3 separate regions of the Mus musculus genome follow, and all the other regions are linked to region 3. Evidence: chromatin contacts called from public Hi-C and promoter capture Hi-C data. All regions are on one chromosome and are shown on one strand. Each heading gives the region's core, a stretch centred on a gene start, on an enhancer-like site or on the middle of the called end of the contact. The rest is flanking DNA. Distances are from core to core; before and after follow the strand shown.

What was found. A called contact is a pair of places that touch in the nucleus more often than the background predicts. Capture Hi-C pulls out chosen DNA fragments and counts their contacts.
Region 1: a contact with region 3 is called in a Hi-C map of rod photoreceptor, with 2.6 times the contacts expected there. The contact joins the promoter of Pcf11 here to the enhancer-like site in region 3. A contact is called at or near these places in 4 of 39 promoter capture datasets (cranial neural crest, embryonic stem cells, liver and 1 more), 3 of 484 Hi-C or Micro-C datasets (palatal mesenchyme, rod photoreceptor and uterus), 3 of 115 datasets of contacts at active chromatin or transcription factors (embryonic stem cells, extraembryonic endoderm stem cells and heart atrium) and 3 of 9 other capture datasets (adipose tissue, liver and pancreatic islet).
Region 2: a contact with region 3 is called in a promoter capture Hi-C map of adipose tissue. The contact joins two enhancer-like sites. A contact is called at or near these places in 7 of 39 promoter capture datasets (cranial neural crest, embryonic stem cells, frontonasal cranial neural crest and 4 more), 1 of 15 datasets of contacts at CTCF or cohesin (the NIH/3T3 cell line) and 2 of 9 other capture datasets (adipose tissue and liver).

The regions. Positions count from the first base shown.
Region 1 is chr7:92,668,498-92,671,197 of GRCm38.p6, reverse strand. Pcf11 (PCF11 cleavage and polyadenylation factor subunit) reads left to right here and starts at 1,286. Exons shown (of 16, transcript NM_029078.3): 1 at 1,286-1,769. The coding sequence starts at 1,578.
Region 2 is chr7:92,703,363-92,706,062 of GRCm38.p6, reverse strand. No RefSeq gene overlaps it. Among named protein-coding and RNA genes, the nearest start is that of Pcf11, 35 kb to the right of the region's middle. Within about 2 kb of position 1,307, at least 21 of the 459 cell types and tissues checked have an H3K27ac peak or open chromatin away from gene starts, as enhancers often do. A contact at or near this core is called in adipose tissue, where this site is marked.
Region 3 is chr7:92,776,103-92,778,867 of GRCm38.p6, reverse strand. The region is part of intron 1 of Rab30 (RAB30, member RAS oncogene family); the gene reads right to left. Among named protein-coding and RNA genes, the nearest start is that of Rab30, 36 kb to the right of the region's middle. Within about 2 kb of position 1,302, at least 151 of the 459 cell types and tissues checked have an H3K27ac peak or open chromatin away from gene starts, as enhancers often do. A contact at or near this core is called in adipose tissue, heart atrium, palatal mesenchyme and 2 more, where this site is marked.

The sequences.
Region 1 (2,700 bases), core at 37-2,536, 110 kb after region 3:
GCAGTTCTTTCTTTATATCTACAATAAAAGCCTTCCCTTTAACCATAGCATGGAGTGGACGTGTCATCAGTTTGTGTGTGTATGTGTGTGTGCGAACTATCCCTCCACTGTGCTTCATAGTTCACTAAGGCTCTGACAAACTATTTGTTTTGTGTATCTTAAAAACCAGATTATAGAAATCTAAGGTATTTTTCCATATATCTCAGATGTATTTTTTTTTTTTTAAACAAGGTCTCTGTACGTAGCCTTGGCTGTCCTGGAACTCACTCTGTAGATCAGGCTGTCCTTGAAATCAGTGATCTCCGTTCTGTCTCTTTAGTGCTGGGATTAAGTGTTATGTTTTTTTGAGATAGGGACTCGTTAAGTAGCCCTGGCTGGACTGGAACTTGACATTTAGACTTGACAGGTCTCGACTCCAAGAGATCCACCTTCCTCTGCCTCCTGAGGGCTGAGGTTCAAGGCCTGAGCCATCAAGTATGGCTCAGATATTGTATTTATTCTAAGGCCATTTGGAAATGTAGCAGATTGAAGAGGTGAGTGCTATTAGGTTATTGTGAATACCCTTCCAGAAATGTGACTTCTTCAAAAGATCTCCAGCTCCTCTGGGAAAGCTTTTCTCACATAGCACCTCCTAATAAAAGCATTTTCCTGGGGACTCAACTCCTGCAAGCCTGTCTAGGTGCTTTTATGAGTGTGGCAGTTAGCAGGAGTTACTCCAGTCTGGATTCCGGGTAGGGCAGGCGTCTCCGCCTTAATGCCTGAGGGACAGCTGGCTCAGCGAGCCCCGCCCAGGCTCCCGGGAGCACCTGAGACGGGGCGACTGGCCTTGACTGGAGGCTTTCGCTCTTCCAGCTCATGCCAACCCCCGCCCGCACCCAGGAGGCAAGCGGGAGGAGGATGGTTGATGGAGTCGCCCAGTGGTTGGAGGAGTGCATAGGAAGGGGCCTGGTGCAGCTTTCATAAACTGGTTGGGCCGGTCCTCTGGAGCCTCCGTCCTCTACTGGCTTCCCTGGATGGGTTGTTATGGTAACAAATGACCGAACAGTCCCTTACGAATTGGCCAATGAGAGCCGACCGTCCTTTGCACCGCGTCTCCGAGCCGGAGGTGTTGCGAAAGCCGAGACTCGACCGAGGAAGAAGGCGGTGCTTGGACGTATTGCGGAAGGGCCGGGGGCGGGGCCTGTGACACGCGCGGGCCAGCCAATCCCGCCTGGTGTTTCCAACGGCCCCGCCCCTTACCGCACATTTCCCCTCCCCTAGTTCATTTCGCACGACGCAGCGGTTGGGAACACAGACATTTTCGGAGCTGGAGCCGCCACTGCCGCCGCCATTTTGTGTCTGTGGAGAAAGAAGCCCCGGCGGCGGCTGGAAGCGGACGGAGATTCCCCGTGAGGCTGCGGCGTTTCTTCCCCGAGGTTCCCCCTGGGTCGTCCCCCATCCCCCCTCCGTGGTCAGCATGTGGTGAAGCCGCAGCCGCCGGAGACCCGGGGAGCGAGGCCGAGGCGTCGGAAGGGAGGCGGGGTGTCGAGCGGCTTCAGCTTCGGCGGCGGCGGACCTCGGAGGGGGGCCGCGGCGCAATGTCAGAGCAGACGCCGGCGGAGGCCGGGGCTGCGGGGGCCCGGGAGGACGCCTGTCGGGATTATCAGTCGTCGCTGGAAGACCTGACCTTCAATAGCAAACCGCACATCAATATGCTGACCATTCTAGCCGAGGAGAACCTGCCCTTCGCCAAGGAGATCGTCTCTCTCATCGAGGCCCAAACCGCCAAGGTTTTTATACACCCCGCAGCCTCCTATTCTTCTAATACTCCTTGATTTTAGTGTCAGCCTCATCCCAGGTCTCGCTTCCATCCGAAGGGGGACGGAGTTCCTCCTCTCCAACCCCCCACCCCCGACTCGGGCTTGGTCTTTGGCCCCGGCTGGGAGCGTGGGCCTCTTTCGGGAGGGAGCGGGGAGGATGCAGGGTGGAGCCCCATTTCCGCTTACCAACTCCCTATTTAGGCCACCTCTGACTACGTCCCCACGCTCCACGCATCGGGGACAGCCTTTCGGATGGGGGAAATACTTAGAGGCAGTTGGTGTTTGGGGAGCGAAAGAGTTAAAAAACAAACCATCTTAAGCCCTTGGGAAGGTGGGGAGGGGCTTTCCCTCAGTGTCCTTTTTGGGGAATTGTGCTCTGTGGGTTGGAAGGAGGTGAAGGGGGACCTGGGAGCGAGCTGTCGGTGGGTTGGGTATAGGGAATTGGCCCCGAGTGGAGCAGCGGCCTGTTAGCTCAACATGGCGCCTGCAAAGCACATGATGCGAAAGGGAAGAGAGGAGAGAACCCATTCCCTGCCAGCCAGGCAGCTGCTCTCACCCGTCAGCCCCATTTTGGGGTGGGGGCTGTTGGATCAAACTTTTATTCTCCTCTCGGAGGGTCTGATTTTGCCCCAATGGTAGGAAAATTGGGCTGAGGATGGGGTTTGGGTGTGTGGGGGAGGTCTTATCCAACCTGTAGGTGGAGAATTGGCCCAGTGGGTAACAAATACTTGGAAGTTTCTTTGAAAAATTCAGTCCCTCCTTTTCCTATTCTCGTTTTCTCCCTTCCCTGATAGTGAAGGCTTGCTTTTCTTCACCCCTTGAGCGAAGTGGTCCTTTGCTACCTTCTGTTTTCCCTCTGGTCTTGCTCTTCTGTGGATTCATGTGGGAGCGATATGTTATT
Region 2 (2,700 bases), core at 58-2,557, 73 kb after region 3:
CACTTCAAAAGGCATTTTTTGAAGCTAGTGAGACATTTCCAAAAATAGCCTTTAAAGCAATATTTAGTTTCTCAGCATTTTGTGCAGGTTGACCTGGAACTCACTATATAGCCCAGGCTAGTTTTAATCTCAGGATCCTCCCGCCTCTGCCTCTAGTGTCAGGATTACAGTTGTGTACCACAACAAGTGGCTTTTTTCTTGAAAATATAAAAAAAAATCCATGGCTAGGCACACTTTTAATCCTAGCACTTGGGAGGTAGCCACAAATAAGATCAAGGCTAGTCTGGTCTACATAGCAAGTTCCAGGAATCCAGAGCTACAAATGAAACCTTGTCTCAAAAAGATAAAGAGAGTTAACCAAGGATTGAAACACAGCTCAATTGTTAAAATGTTTGCCTAACATGCACAAAACACGAGCTGGCTTCCATGCCTGGTATTGCATTACAAACCAGGCAGGGTGAGAGAAGCCTGTGATCAAGGCATTCTGGAAGAGGAGGCAGGAGGAACAAAAACTCAAAGATCACCCTCAGTACATAGTAAGTTTGTTGCTATCCTGGAGCACAAGAAACACAGCCTCAAAAAGAAAAGAAGGGAGGAAGTCAAAAGGGAGGGAGGGAGGGAGGAAGACAGGAACTTCCTGAAGTCTCCATAAGAAATCAGCCTCTCCTAGCTGAAAAGAACAAGGAAAATGATCGGTCTTACCAACTGGGATTTAAAAGCCTGGCTCGCCAGCTTAGAATCGTCCCTTTCCCAGCCATACCTGAGCAAAGTGGAAAGATGTCATGGAAGCAACAGAGCTGAAAGCACACAAACTTGCACATGGAACCAGGTTGTGCCAACCCTGCTGGTCATGTGACCTTGTGGCACTTACTTAACTTGTTTAAGGCTCTATGTCCCCATTTTGCAATGCTGTGGTAAAAATCTGATAATCAGCACTAGTATCAATAGAGTTCTGGGAACACAGTAGGTGCTCTGGGAACCTAGTCCACACCATCACAGAGGTAGTTAGTGGGCCTTCATTCCCTCTCCAGTCTCCACACTACTGAGTTTCACTCCAGCCAAAGGTTGCCTTTGGTAATTTTTTTTTTCCTCATCAGTGTTGCTCCCAAAAGTGACCAATGTCTATTTTTAACCATAAAAGTAAAAAACAAAAATGATTGAAAACCAAAAGGGAATATGCAGTGAAAATGGGTTGAAATTTAAGCCTCTAAGGAATAGTTTCAATTTTCTGTTAGGTCAAATTCCAGTGTTGCTTAGTAGAGAAAATGTCAAGCTTTAATGTTTGAAAGGGTTTACTTAATAGTATTGCAAAATGGTCTTAAGACAAAAACTGCAGGCCCAGAGAGAACTGGCTCCATGGGTAAGATTGCTTGCCACCAATTCTGATGACCTGGGTTTAATTCTGGGTGCCCATGTGGTAGAAAAGAATCAATTTCTGCATGATCCTTACATGTGTGTGTGTGTGTGTGTGTAAAATAAATACATTTGTGTTTGGTTGGTTGGTTTTGGGTTTTTGAGACAGGGTTTCTCTGTGTAACAAGCCCTGGCTGTCCTACACTCACTTTGTAGACCAGGCTGGCCTCGAACTTACAGAGATCCACCTGCCTGGCTTGGTTTTAATTTTTTGTTGTTGTTCTGGGGTTTGGAGATAGGGTCTGTCAATGTGCTCCTAGCTGTCCTGAAACTTGCTGTGTATACTAGGCTGGTCTCAAACCTCATACCTTTTCCTGCCTCAACCTCCAAGGTGCTGAGATTAAAAACTTGCATTACCATGCCTGGCTACATGAATGTTTTAAAATATTTTTTTAATGGAGCAGCTATTAAACTACGTATCAAAACACTTTTATATGTTCATTATGAAGTCACCATGGATCTGTAGTCAAGCATACAGATTTAACCCAGACAAACTAAGATTAAAGTTCAAATTGTCCCTTATTTTCCTTGTGGGGTTGGACAATTTGCCAATCAGTCTGTCCTGTAGAATGCTCACCTGTATTGTTTTTTATATTCTCACTGTTATGATTTGACACCCCCACCCTCACCAAATAGATGTAGCCATTTTGTCCCATGCCTGCCAGCTATTCCATATCCTTGCTGTAACATGCCTGCCAAGCATTGACACAGAGAAATGACTTGGCTCAAGGACATGCTGACCACATCCCCTGTTTTGTTCTGAATATTCTGAATGAGGCTTACTAATCTTAAGAAATTCCACCAAGCTTTACGTAGGACCTGTCAAATAAAAGTCAATATGAACTGTTCTGTCTAAAATGACTTGAGTCAGCACTGACCACAGGGCAGCCCTTCTTGCACCAACATGTGAGCTCACTGTGGTTTTTGTGACTGACACTAAAGAAAACACCACTAATAAGCCAAATGGTTATGATTATAATGCTCATGCTCTCTTATCTCAATGTTCTAAAATTCCCCTGTTCACCACCCACCCACCACCACCCTTACCTTACTCAGGACCAATCAGCTTAAAGGGTAGCTGATAATACTTTACCTAGTGAGCTAACTACCGACTTTCTTGCCCTTTAAACTTTTGAGCCTGGCTTTTCCTATAAAAAGTCTACACTGAGAGCAGCCTAGTGCTGCGATTAGGTTTTTCCTTCTTGTGGACCGGGACATCCAGTATTATGGTGTGCATTTGATAAAATGTTCTTGCTTAACTAAGATGGTGTATGTATGGTTTGAGCG
Region 3 (2,765 bases), core at 53-2,552:
CAAACAAACAAACAAAACAGAAGAAGAAAACGCAGCATATTTTAAATAATACAACCAGGTCTGGTTAAACCCAAGAAAAGGAAGGGAATGATAACCACAAAGTCAGGAGAGTCACCGTAAACGCTGTTTCTAGGGAATCAATGATTTCCATCTAATTAACTGAACGACAGATACTTCATTTTCATTTTAATCTTCGAGCTTAAAAGCGCTCCTTAGTCTTGTGTTTTGTTTCAGGTTACCTTGATTTTCTTGTGAACCATCCACCGAAACTAAAACGCAGGGTTTACAGATAAAGGTACAATGAGAATGCCTAGAACTGCAGTTTACGGGAAGGCGGATGAGCCCCCGTCAGGGATGCTCTTTTGAGGGTATCATTGGAGGATATTTATTCCCAAGATCAATTAAAATGGCTTTCTCAAAATCTATCCATCAAGAATGATTAAAGAAAAACCCTTTCCTTCCACCAAGTTACCTAGTGATGAACTATCTGACATCTTAAACTTCTTCCTGGGAAACCCAATAATATGGCTTCATATGTTTTTCCAGTAAGAAGACTTCCATCTTGCCCCAGGGAATTCATTTGCCTCAAATTCATAAGTGGCATAAAGCTGGGAGGGGGGCTTCAGATGACAGAACTGGGATACGGCTTGGCAAGCCGAAGTGACAGGTCAAATCTAGCCCGATTTATAATAACGTCTGTGGTGGTTGAGAATATAGGATTTGCCAAGAGCTTTACATAATTTGTCTCCTTTAATCCTCAGAAGCACACTAGCAAGTCCAGGCTGGAACCCTAACTGGTACAAGGTCCCGGAGCAAGTTAACCACAGAATCACAGGTCACCCAGCTTTCCAGGTGTGGGGTTCCCTCCCAAGCGAGATAACTTCAGCACCCAGAAACTAACATTTTAAAAAGTCTGGCACCCTCAGAGAACTGGCCCAAACCCTGACCCAGACCCTCTTGGGCACACAAAGGTATTAACACCTTCAAAGAAGTATCAGGTAGAACTGATTCATTAACATTAACGGAGATCTCCGTTTGCCCTCAAGAGCTAGCTGCAACCCACCCATCCCCAGCTTGGCCGTGGCTGCTGTCTTGTATGTATCTGGGACTCAGCAAACTCAAACTTTACAGTTTAGGGGTCCCCCTCCGCAGACCCCTCTGCCAGGCTGTCTCCCACCTTTTATTCTCTCCTCCTCCTCCTCCTCCTCGGGGTCACTGGTATTTGATGGGGGTGAAGCTGAGAGAGCGGCACGCACAGCTACAGCACAGTCATATCCAATGGAGCAATCTCCAAAGACAGCCCAAGAATTTTAATGAAAACCAGAAAACCCCTGGCTGCGAGGCAGGACTGCAGTCCAAGCCCGAATGCCCCTCCTTCTGCAGCTAAAAATCCCTGAGCCAGCTTCCTCCCAGAGTGCAGAGGGGGAAAAAAAACCCTCTCTGCATTCAGTGCCGCCTTTCACAGCAACTGCTTTCTGAGATTATTTAGGTTAAAGCAAGGCGCATGCTGACTGCAACAGGACCTGGGACCCTGCGGAGCACGGGGTGTGGCTGCAGCAGATCTGTGCCAACAGATTATGAAACAGTCGTCTTTCTTCTCTTTAAAGGCTCCTCTTTCCTTCTGCCAAAGCTGCCTGCCTGCCCACAGCTGCATACAAAGCTAGTGGAGAATCTTAACAAGCTTAAAGGGAAGGGACCAGATTTCACAAACTCAAAGCAGAGGGAAAGGCAGTATGCATCCGAAACACTTGCCGCCGCAGTGATGCTGATCTCAAGCTTGCCCCCATCTCTATGCAGATGGCAACTGTGAACTTGGTGTGATGGAAAAGAATACCAACGCAGAGAGGCGGGTTAACTTCTTCAGGGTACCAAGACCAAACTTTAGCTCAGTATAGCACATCGCAAACACAAACTCCAGGGCTTGGGATGGGGATGCAGCCTGCTGGTGGACTACTTACCATGGTTGCAGGAAACCCTGGGCTGGATCCTTAACACCACATAACCCAGGCACGGTGACAAATGCCTGTAATCCTAGCACTTGGGGAGAGGCAAGAAAGCAGTGGTTCAAGGTGAATTTGAGGCCAGCCTATACAACATGAGTCCCAGGAGACAGAGAGAATGACCACAAACTAAAGCCTGAATGTTGGCTCACATCTGTAGTCTCCACATTGGAAAGCTGGGGAAGGAAGACTGCTGTGAGCCTGCTTCTATACCAGACAGAGTCACAGAGTGAGCCTCCCTATGCCCCCCACACCCCACCCCTGTCTTAAAACAAAACAAAAGCTCTTAGCGCCTGTGAGGCCCTGGGTTGAATCCTCAGCACTGAGGTGGAAAAGAATCAAGCTAAACACCTTGGACTACCTCCCTAATAAGAAGAAGAGGGAGCGAGAAGAGAATGTTCACTAGCTGTACACTGGTTATGTGCCTGGCACTAAGCTAAGCTATTCAATGACATTCTATCATGTAATCGGCAGAACAATTAGATAGGATAGGAGTCACTTTTACCCCCAATTTACTATGAACAAACTATGGCTTTGATGTTAACCAGCACCAGGATTTTAACTCTAGGCTATTGAATTTCCACCTTAAAGCTCCTGCAGCCTGCCTACACAAGGAAATAGCTTAGGCCATCAGGCCAAGCAAGCAAGTCTCACAGAGCTTGGTCCTTCCCAGTACATTCTAAGCTTACCTTCAGTCCCTCCTGGTACCCTGCAGAGTCAGAACCACTGGCCCTGGGAAGTCTGATCACTAAGCCCCTCCCTTCT